3 separate regions of the Sus scrofa genome follow, and regions 1 and 2 are each linked to region 3. A link is a contact called in public HiChIP or PLAC-seq data. All regions are on one chromosome and are shown on one strand. Each heading gives the region's core, a stretch centred on a gene start, on an enhancer-like site or on the middle of the called end of the contact. The rest is flanking DNA. Distances are from core to core; before and after follow the strand shown. Region 1 overlaps SLC7A7 (solute carrier family 7 member 7). Region 2 overlaps OXA1L (mitochondrial inner membrane protein OXA1L). Region 3 has its middle 34 kb from the start of DAD1.

Evidence for each region. HiChIP or PLAC-seq counts read pairs in DNA pulled down with a chosen protein or histone mark.
Region 1: a contact with region 3 is called in an H3K27ac HiChIP or PLAC-seq map of alveolar macrophages. The contact joins two enhancer-like sites. A contact is called at or near these places in 1 of 47 Hi-C or Micro-C datasets (heart right ventricle) and 2 of 2 datasets of contacts at active chromatin or transcription factors (alveolar macrophages and skeletal muscle).
Region 2: an H3K27ac HiChIP or PLAC-seq map of alveolar macrophages shows a contact between it and region 3. The contact joins two enhancer-like sites. A contact is called at or near these places in 2 of 47 Hi-C or Micro-C datasets (embryonic fibroblasts and retroperitoneal adipose tissue) and 2 of 2 datasets of contacts at active chromatin or transcription factors (alveolar macrophages and skeletal muscle).

What each region holds. Positions count from the first base shown.
Region 1 is chr7:76,218,317-76,221,582 of Sscrofa11.1, reverse strand. The region is part of intron 2 of SLC7A7 (solute carrier family 7 member 7); the gene reads right to left. Among named protein-coding and RNA genes, the nearest start is that of SLC7A7, 18 kb to the right of the region's middle. Within about 2 kb of position 1,737, at least 5 of the 83 cell types and tissues checked have an H3K27ac peak or open chromatin away from gene starts, as enhancers often do. A contact at or near this core is called in alveolar macrophages, where this site is marked.
Region 2 is chr7:76,236,107-76,239,722 of Sscrofa11.1, reverse strand. It overlaps OXA1L (mitochondrial inner membrane protein OXA1L), which reads left to right. Exons shown (of 11, transcript XM_013978229.2): 5 at 1,376-1,519; 6 at 1,773-1,858; 7 at 2,045-2,209; 8 at 2,852-2,956; 9 at 3,046-3,208; 10 at 3,300-3,380; 11 at 3,468-3,616. The coding sequence ends at 3,595. Among named protein-coding and RNA genes, the nearest start is that of OXA1L, 29 kb to the left of the region's middle. Within about 2 kb of position 1,557, at least 6 of the 83 cell types and tissues checked have an H3K27ac peak or open chromatin away from gene starts, as enhancers often do. A contact at or near this core is called in alveolar macrophages, where this site is marked.
Region 3 is chr7:76,463,929-76,467,279 of Sscrofa11.1, reverse strand. No RefSeq gene overlaps it. Among named protein-coding and RNA genes, the nearest start is that of DAD1, 34 kb to the right of the region's middle. Within about 2 kb of position 1,914, at least 47 of the 83 cell types and tissues checked have an H3K27ac peak or open chromatin away from gene starts, as enhancers often do. A contact at or near this core is called in alveolar macrophages, where this site is marked.

The DNA of each region.
Region 1 (3,266 bases), core at 488-2,987, 250 kb after region 3:
GAGGCTAAGAGAACCTTGCTGCCCTTTTTTTTTTTTTTTCTTTTTTCTCTTCACTTTTTAGGGCCACACCTGTGGCACATGGAAGTTCCAGGGCCAGAGGCCTAATCGGAGCTGCAGTTGCTGGCCACAACCACAGCCACAGCCACCCTGGACCTGAGCTGCATCTTCTACCTATACCAGCAATTGCAACAATGCCAGATCCTTAACCCAATGAGCCAGGTCAGGGATAGAACCCATATTCTCACAGAGACAAGGTCAGGTTCTTAACCCACCGAGCCACAATAGGGATTCCTTTTGTTTTGTTTTGTTTTGTTTTGTTTTTTTGGCTGAGCCATGGCATGCAGAAGTTCCTAGGCCAGGGACTGAACCCAAGCCACACCAGCAACCTGAGCTGCAGCAGTGATAATGCCAGATCCTTAACCTGCTAAGCCACCAGGAACTCCCGGGTGCCCTTTCTAAGAGATGGGTCATGCATCTGTCATGAGAAAGAAAGAGACTTCTGTTTAGTTGTAAGAAGCAGCCCACCTGCAGGCAGGCCCTGGAGGCTGTACTAGGTAGCACTGTTCATTACATTTGTTGGGAAAGAGAAAAGGGGGAGATAAAATCCTTTGACAACTCTCTGTGTCTTGGTCCTGAAACTTCCCTCTCACTGGAATCAAAAGACTCAAAATGTGACCTTGCCCAGAGGGAACGGGCATCCCTTATTAGAGCAGATCATCATACCTCTCTTTGATATGCCACATCAATCTCAGCTCTTCTAGCAAATCCATCACTTTTGAACGACATGTACTCTTTCATTGTCATATTCTAATCAGACTTGAACTTGTTTCCTCCTTGCAGGAAAAGTAAGGAGCAAATGTGCTGCAGTTCCTGCTGTGGTGCTACAGGATCAGTGGCATCTTGGGAGCTTTGGGACACAGGTTCGATCCCTGGCCCAGCACAGTGGGTAAAGGATCTGGCATTGCCACAGCTGTGGCTTTGGTCTCATCTGTGGCTCAGATCTGACCCCTGGCCCAGAACTCCACATATCTTGGACAGCCAAAAAAAGAAAAAGAAAAGAAAAGAAAATGTGTTTATTAGCCTCATTGAATGTTTCTGAATCCAAAAACATCACTCCCAGTCTTCTATCTTCTCCAAGTGGTGCATTACTAAGCAACTTTTCCACCTTTATTCTTCTTTCTCTAGAATACTTCACAGCCTCCAAAATACCCAGATACTCCAATATACTTTTATCTGTGCATTTTTCTCCTTTCCTCTAAAATTTCAGTTTAGGAGTGAGTTCCCCTGGTGGCTCAGTTAGGTTAGGATCCAGCATTGTCACTTCAGTGTCTCAGGTCAGTGAGGTGGCACGGGTTCCATTCCTGGCCCAGGAACTTCCACATGCCACAAGCACAGCCAAGAAAATTTTTTTAGTTTAAAGCTTTATTAAGTGTGTATCTCTCAATCACTACGAAATCCATCCCCTCACCAAAGTCTATCCTTCTGGTATCTTGGCATTTACCGTCTGGTACCAGTTCTGTGGGGGGGGGGGGGGTTCTCCACATACACAGTTTTCAAATGACAAAAAAAAAAAAGAAGATTCTACCTGCCACTCTCTTCACTATCTTGAACTTTAAAATCACCAGTGACACAGCTCATGCGTCTTCTGACTAGTGACGTCATTCAGCCCCCAGCAATCAGCAGGACAGCAATCTATGGGCTTCACTGCTGTGAGCAAGCACTTCGTCACCTTGCTCAAGAAAAACCACCCCTCGCTGCATTAGGCCGGTCTTGGTGTAGTTGGAGTCACACTGCTGGGGAGCAGCCCAGCCTCTTAACAGGTACATGCAGGCTGTGAATACCCAGCTGTCTCCAGAATACTCTACTGAGCCTGCTTCCTCAGAAGGACCAGATTTAAGCTCTCCAAAAAAGCCTCAGATCTCTTGCCTTAAACCAGACATTTCAGGAGTTCCCATTGTGGTGCAGCATAAACAAATCTGACTAGTATCCATGAGATTGAGGGTTCGATTCCTGGCCTTGCTCAGAGGGTTAAGGATCCGGCGTTGCCATGAGCTGTGGTGTAGGTCTCCCAGACATGGTTCGGATCCTGCGTTGCTGTGGCTCTGGTGTAGGCTGTAGCTCTGATTAGACTTCTAGCCTGGGAACCTCCATATGCCGAGGGTGCGGCCCTAAAAAGACAAAACAAAAAAGACACAAAGCATAATCCCCACTGGTCACTGGATCAGGTTCCTCCCACTCTGCCTCCACGAACTCAGTCAGCGCTTCAGTCACCATGGTTCTGCCCCGCTTAGAGGGAGCAAGCAAGCACCTTGTACCTGGAGGGTCTCCTGCTAATCGACACCACTGGCCCCTTCAAAGCCAGCAAGGCCTTGTTCACTGGATCCTAACTGGTTCACTCAGCTAGGTCCAATTCAGGTTCTCAGAAACAGGACTGCAAGCCCGAGTGAGCAGCAGGATCACCTGAGGAACATGAACCTACACCTCTGGGGTGCACCCCTGATTCAGGAAGTCTGAGATGGGGTTCCCCAGGGGAGTCTGCTGATCGGCCTGCTTAGGGGCGTGCTACCATCATCAAGTCATCACGTACAGAACCACTTTGATGAGAACAAGCCCAAGCCCTCACCTAACTCTGGGCTCCTGGCTCCAGCTGACATCGCTCGATCAGCTTTAACAAAGTCCAGGGCTCAGGCCCCACCCAGGCCAACGAAGTCAAATTGCGGGGTGGAGCCCAGGCATTGGCATGTGTTTCAAGCTCCCCAGGCAATTCTCAAGAACAGGGACAGCTGAACACCTCTCTTTCCAAGGTCTCCTTCAGTTTTCAGCAGCAACTTTCTGCTTCCTCAATTCTTGTTCTCCAAGCCCATCCCCAGTCTTCTACCCAGGGGTCCAGAGTTATTTGGTTGGGGGAACAGGGAGGGAGAAGAAGGGGCCATGAGTATTTTTTAAACCTCCCCCCCACCTGCCAAGGTGATTCTAATGTTCAGCCAAGGTTGGGGCCCTCTGTCCCTAGCTCCTTCCCCAACCTCCCCTAGGCTGCCCTCTTAGCCTCTTCTGAGGCAAACAGAAAGACCAGAAAAAGAGACCAAGGGTGAACCCCTGAAAAGCCTGGGGGATCAGGCCAGCACAGAGCTCTACCTCCCTCCCTGCTGGTGAAGAGTTTGCTCCAAAGTCTACATTGGGAGTTCCCGTTGTGAGGCAGTGGTTAACGAATCCGACTAGGAACCATGAGGTTGCAGGTTCAATCCCTGGCCTCGATCAGTGGGTTA
Region 2 (3,616 bases), core at 308-2,807, 230 kb after region 3:
TCCCTCTCAGGAGTGATGGTCCCATGTTAATTCCTGTTTTCTCTTTTTTTTTTTCTTTTCTACCCCCACCCCACCACCCCTTTTTGCTCTGGAGGGTTTCTTGCCCTTTTTGGAGGTCTCGGGTCTCCTGCCAGAGTTCAGTAGATGTTCTGTGTAAATCGTTCTACAAGTGTATGGGTTTTGAGGAGTGTGTTTATGTGGTTTTTTGTTTTGGGGTTTTTGTTTGTTTTTTGTTTTTTGTTTTTTTCTCGCTTCTTAGGGCCACACCTGTGGCAGATGGAGGTTCCCAAGCTAGGAGTCGAATTGGAGCTACAGCTGCCAGCCTACACCACAGTCATAGCAACAAGGGATCTGAGCCACGTCTGTGACATACACCACAACTGACAGCAACGCTGGACCCTTAACCCACTGAGTGAGGCCAGGGATTGAACCTGTGTCCTCATGGATACTAGTCAGATTCATTACCGCTGGGCCACAACAGGAACTCCTGTTGTGGGGGGGTTCGATGTGTTTGTGTGAGAAGGTGTCAGGTTTTACTCCTCCACCATCTTGATCCCCTTTCTCCTTGATCCCGTACTACCTTTTCTCCTTCTTTTTGTAGATACTATTTAAAAGAGTGTTCTGGGCGAGTTCCCATTGTGGCACAGCTTAACTCCCGTCTCTTTCCACTCCACACCATCCACCGTAATGTCAGTAAAGCCTAAAGCTCTTATCTCCCCCTGGCCTTTTCTCAATCCAGGCCCACTTGCTTATCTATAGATACATAAACTAAATAAATAGTTGTTGGAATGATCAGGAATGTGAAGTGTAAGAAAAGAAATAGGAAGAAACTAAAGCAGTAGACCACCAGATTACCTCCTACTCCAGAGATTTCTAAGGACAGTGGCTTTCATTCTTCATTCTTGGGAGCCCCAGCCATCTATAAAAGTGCTTCTGCATAAAGCAAAGGCCAGAGCTTGAACAATCCTGTAGTCAGACTATCTCCTCACCCAGGGCAGCTTGATTTTATTTGTTATGTATATTGGGGTTCCACTTAAGAGTTGAGGCAAAAAGGGTTCCATTGGTTATAGAAAAGTTTAGAAACCACTGATCTAGAAAAGTGGCTTCTGTCACCTACCTTTTTGTTCAGGGAAACAAACCAGATTCCTGGTCATTTGTTTAGAGAAGTTAATGCCAGACTTTTGATGTCAAAGCAGAAGACTGAGACTCGAAGGAACTAAGTCCTACCCGTGTCCTTTGTCTTGGGGCCCCTTGGCATGAATCAGAGGGTAGAAAAGTCTGAGCTAAGAGACCTTTTCAGTAGGACCTAAAAACCTTCAGCCTTGTAGCTGCAGAATGCTTGAATTTCACTCCAGTCCTCATTTGTGTTTTCCAGGTACAGTCCTTGCCCGTTGCCTGGTGTTTCCTCTCATCGTGAAGGGCCAGCGAGAGGCAGCCAAGATCCACAACCACTTGCCAGAGATTCAGAAGTTTTCCACTCGAATCAGAGAAGCCAAGTTGACAGGAAACCACACTGAGTGTGAGTCAGTTAAGAACGAGCGTGGGAGAGGACCAGAGTTGCCCTTTCCCTGCCATTCAGCCAAGGGGGAGGGACAGCCTAAGTCAGGAGTTGCTACAGTCGAGCAGGTTCTGAAGATTCACCTGTTTCTTAGGCCTGATGCTTCCGGTGACTGGCCCGGGTCAGTTAGAAATCTCACGGGCCATGTGATGAGGATGGTCACCTCCACCAGCATAGCTGTTAGCCCAGCCATTAACTTCCACTCCCTTTACAGTTTACAGGGCCTCCTCGGAAATGACGTTCTACCAGAAAAAGCATGATATTAAACTCTTTAAACCTCTTATTCTGCCTTTGACTCAGGTGAGCAAATACACATTTCCCTTCGTTAACTTCATCTAGAACCAGTCAGATTATCTCCTGTTTCCCGTGCTCTAGACCCCCAGAAAGCAGGTGGTGATGATACTATGCTACATGGGTTTCAGTAATGGAGTAATGCCAATGTCCCCTCTGCTAAAAGGTCCTGACACTGTTTATCTTGTACCATAGGCCCCGATCTTCATCTCCTTCTTCATTGCTTTGAGGGAAATGGCCAACCTTCCTGTGCCCAGCCTGCAGACAGGTGGTCTCTGGTGGTTCCAAGATCTCACACTATCTGACCCCACCTACATATTACCCCTGGTGGTCACTGCTACAATGTGGGGTGTCCTTGAGGTAAGCTCAGGTTTGCCAAGTGCCAGACTTGCACAGTGTGGGGACTGAGGGGAAAGTAGTTGTACAGAATAGTCATTCTTTTCGAGTTGATGGATAAGAAGTATGAGCTGGGAGTTCCCACTGTGGTTCAGTGGTTAAGAATCTGACTACAGCACCTGGGGTCACTGCAGAGGTATGGGTTTGACCCTCAGCCCAGCATAGTAGGTTAAAGGATCCAGCATTGCTGCAGTTGTGGCAGTGGCTCAGATTCAGTCCTTGGGCCGAAAACGTCCATGTCCCACGGGTGCAGTCATAAAATTCTTTTTAAAAAAGAGTTCCCTTCATGGCTCAGCAGTTAACAATCCCAACTAGGATCCATGAGGATGCAGGTTCAATCCCTGGCGTCACTCAGTAGGTTAAGGATCCAGCGTAGCCGTGAGCTGTGGTGTATGTCACAGATGCAGCTTGGATCCCATGTTGGTATGGCTGTGATGTAGGCCAGCAGCTGCAGCTCTGATTCAACCCCTAGCCTGGCAACTTTCATATGCCATGGGTGTGGCCCTAAAAAAAAGAAAGAAAGAAATCTGAGCTAAATGCAATTAAAATTGACATGTATTTGCTATTCTTCCTCTGTGCTTTTTTTTTTTTTTTTTTTAACTTCAGTTAGGTGCAGAAACTGGCATGCAAAGTTCTGACCTTCAGTGGATGAGAAATTTTATCAGATTGATGCCCCTGGCAGTCTTGCCCATAACTATCCATTTTCCCTCTGTAAGTAATGGTTTAGGGGCTGGCTCCAAGTCTCCTGGCAGTCTGACCAGGATGCAGCTTCTGAGTAACTTCTCTTCCTTCTCGTGCAGGCAGTGTTCATGTATTGGTTCTCCTCCAACATGTTTTCCCTGGGCCAGGTGCTTTGCCTCCGTATTCCAGCCGTCCGCACAGTACTTAAAATCCCCCAGCGTGTTGTACATGACTCTAGCACATTACTTCCACGGGAAGGCTTCATTAAGAGCTTCAAAAGAGGTAATGGCCTGTTCTCTGTGAACAAGACCCCGGGGAAATGGTCCAGAAGTGGCTCCAGGACTGAGTGATTATCTCACTCCTCTTCACACAGGTTGGAAGAATGCTGAAATGGCACATCAGCTACAAGAGCGGGAACGACGCATGCAGAATCACTTGGAGCTAGCAGCCAGGGGTAAATAACCCTTGCAGGCTAAATTCTGCCGTTTGTTTCTTCCTTTCCTTTGTTCATTGAGATTTTTTTTTTCTCCTCTTCTCCCAGGTCCTTTACGCCAGACTTTTACCCACAACCCTCTGCTACAGCCTGGAAAGAATGACGCTCCCGTCACCACTAACAGCAGTAGCAACAAACCAAAGGCAAAGCATCCCTGGCGTGACACACTTGGCTGAATTCTGTTCCCTCCTCGTACT
Region 3 (3,351 bases), core at 665-3,164:
ATGGACCAAATGCCTTTTATGACCTCAGGCCTAAGATTCTAAAGGACTCTCTGACACATCACGCAGAGACCTGACCTCTGAGTACTACTGGACCCACAGTCCAGTTAAGAGAAGGACAGGCCAAGCCAGTATGTGCTTCAGACACACTTAAGTGGAATATTCATTTCCAACAGAGCAAGCCCTCTGCCATGACCCACCACTGGAGAGGAGCCATCTGAGTCTTAAAGGATTGTTTATTTTCTTCCTTTGTCCATAAAGTCCAACTCCCCTGGGGTCACACGTAAAATCCTTTAACAGTTATCACCTTATCAAGTAACATCTCGGCAAGAAAATCAGCTGTGCGCTCCTTGAGATGGGACGTGTATCTTGTCCATCTGTGTGTCTTTGACACCTAGCAGAGTGCCTGCCATACAACTGATGCTTCACATACACTTAATTGGCAAGTGAACAAATAAGTGATTAGTGCCATCAGGCACTGGGGAGGCAGCCAAGCTGTATATCTGTGGCGAGAAAGTAAGAGAACATTACAGAACGGAAAGTGGGGATGAATAAGCATGGTGGCCCAGTGAGCACAGTTTTATGATTTAGCCAAGAGCTAAGAGTAAACGGTCAAGAACCATCAGGAAGAGCAAAAGCTGGAGGATGGTTACTCTGAGAAAACACACAGGGCTTCAGGAGTCAATGTCCTGGGTACTGAGAGAACATACCAAGGTCCAGGGCTGAAGGTCCCATTACCGTTCATCTCACTTTCTCCAAGTGTCCTATCTTTGGTATCTTGGCCGTGCCCAGGGGCATGTGGAAGTTTCCAAGCCAGGGATCAAACCCATACCACAGCAGCGACCAGAGCCACTGTAGTGAAAACACCAGATCCTTGACCAGCTGGCCACAAGGGAACTCCCACGTGTCCCATCTTAAAACTCCTCCAATCTACCTCTGGGAGCAATGTGTAGGAAGGACAGCTTGGGACTGAAGGGGTGGGTCTGGGGGCAGGGAGCAAGCCACGTGGAGACTGGGTGCTGCTCCTCTTTAATAAGTACACTGTGTAGCCAAGGCGACGGCCAGTGTCTGCCTCTGGGTAAGGCCACCTGGGATTCAGGCCTCTGTTCACCCAGACACACATGAGTAAGGTTTCCTCTGAGTATTACTGGGAGTGCTATATTTTGAAATTAATAAGCAGGTCAGACATTGAGTCAGTAGCCAGAAGTAGGACAGGAAGTGGAAAAAGTCTCCCACTTCCGTGCAGGTGTTTGGGGGCTTGGGACGGCCCCTCCCATTTCCATGACGTCATGGCGGCCGCGAGGGGCAAATGGGGCACCCTTTGAAGCTCTCCCACAGAAGCCACATCCTCTGGAAAAAAAAGTTAAAAATACCGACTTAGAGATAGCATCGCCTCAGGCCACGTGCCGGGGCCAGAGGGCTGGGCCGTTACACCACCCAGACCGCAGGTGCGACAGGAAGGCGTCGAGCTGGGAGGAGCTGGGAGGGGCTGGTGGGGCCCTGGAGACCCACGAGCAGGCTGGGGAGGTGCTGCACACCCCACTGAAGAGACGCACCCCCATCCCAGACCCGCCGCCCTAGCAAGCCCTAAGATCAAATCTTGATCGCCCTTGATTAAACTCTTGCTTAATACAGGCCAGGTCCTCGAGGCTTAGCTCCAGCCCATCCTCCCCAGGGGCCATATCTGTCCATCCACAGCTGCTGGGGCTGGTTCTCCAGTGAAGAACTACACCCCAGGTCCAGGTTGAAGTCCTGGGTAATAGCCCTGATGGACAGCTGCCTCTCAGATACCAAGGACACCAGAATTCAGGCGGCCAGGAGATGGGGAACCCCAGAAAGAGGACCGGAACCTGAGACCCCCAACAACGCCGGGCTTTGGAGTCCTGCTCTATGGTAGTGTCCCCAATCACCCACGTGGGGGCAGCAGCGCTCCACCAAAGAGGCCTCTTCTTACTTAATCTGTTTATTTTGAGAAAGGAAAGCCCCTGTCGCTTGGAAAAACCTTTTTCAGAGGAAAATAAAAGGAAAGAGACCTCATTCCAGAAGCCGATCCCCTACCTTTAATTAGACTATTACTGCACTGGTCTCTGGCCCACGTGATCCTGTCACATCCCAAGGAGGAGAGAGTGCAGGGTCTGCCCCGCAGACAGCAGGGGGCACTACCTGTCCAGGATCACCGGGCTCCCCCATACATAGCCCTGGAAGGGAGTCCCCAGGGAGGGGCTGCATGAGCCCCCTGGGATCCTGGTGAGAGATTTGGATTCAGAATCCAGGAGCCTGGGCTGGTGGCCAGAATCCACTCTGCCCCCAATCTTGCGCCCTGGGGGCAACTCACTACCCACAGCATGTTTCCCCATGGCGGTCAGTGCTCTCTCACCAGGTAGTTTAAGATCCAAGGCTCCTCTCACAGTGCATACATGCCAAGCATCAGACGCAGGCCAGGCTCCAGGGACTCAGCCGCTGTACAACTATATGACTCCACACAGATGAAGGGCAAGAACAGGCAAAACTAATCACCAGTGATGGAAATGGAACAGTGGATGCCTCTGGGGTAGGACTGACTGGAAAGGGCAAGAGGGAACCTTCCAAGTGGTAGAAACGTTCTGCATCTTGATTTGGGTGATGGACACAGGTGTATACACATGTCAAAACGAGTCCAACTGCATGCCTAAAGTTTGTGCATTTCAGCATATGTAAATTACATCTCAATAAAATACTGCTCCCATTAACACACACGTAGTTTCAGCTCAGTAATCTCAAATGCAAATATAAGGGAATGCCCAGAAAGATGAACCAGAGATCCTGCGGGTCAGCGGGGCTGGGTCAGGCTGGACCACATGCTGAGATAAAGTGGGGCCGCTGCCTCACTAGGCCAGCACCCAGGTGAGCTTAGGGGTCCCGGCCCCACCAGTGCATCACTGTTGCACATAGTGAATGGCCACTTCTCCCTTCATTATGGCGTCAGGGGCTTCTGGTTACACCATCGTGTGCATTTTGTTGCCCCTCCACAGCTTCCAGCTTCTGAAAGAGCTTGATGGAGGGGAAATTACAGAACCAGGAGACATTGGCAAGGCTGTAATCGGACAAAAGTCAACTCCAAGCCACCCAGACTCCTCTCACTGCAACATCCCTGAACTTGCGCTTTCTTTCTCCCTTCCTACCCTCTGGGGGGCTCTCTGCCTTCAAAATGGCCCCCTTTGAGCCTTGGCAGAACACAAGGTCTGAAAGCAGGAAGGCAGACCACCCTCTGCGGGCAGCTTCCATGGACAGCCAGCTTCTCAGGTCAGAACACCCGACATGGTTCCAGGGGGCTCACCACTTTTGGGAAGAGGGCAGCCCATTCATGTTTGCTTC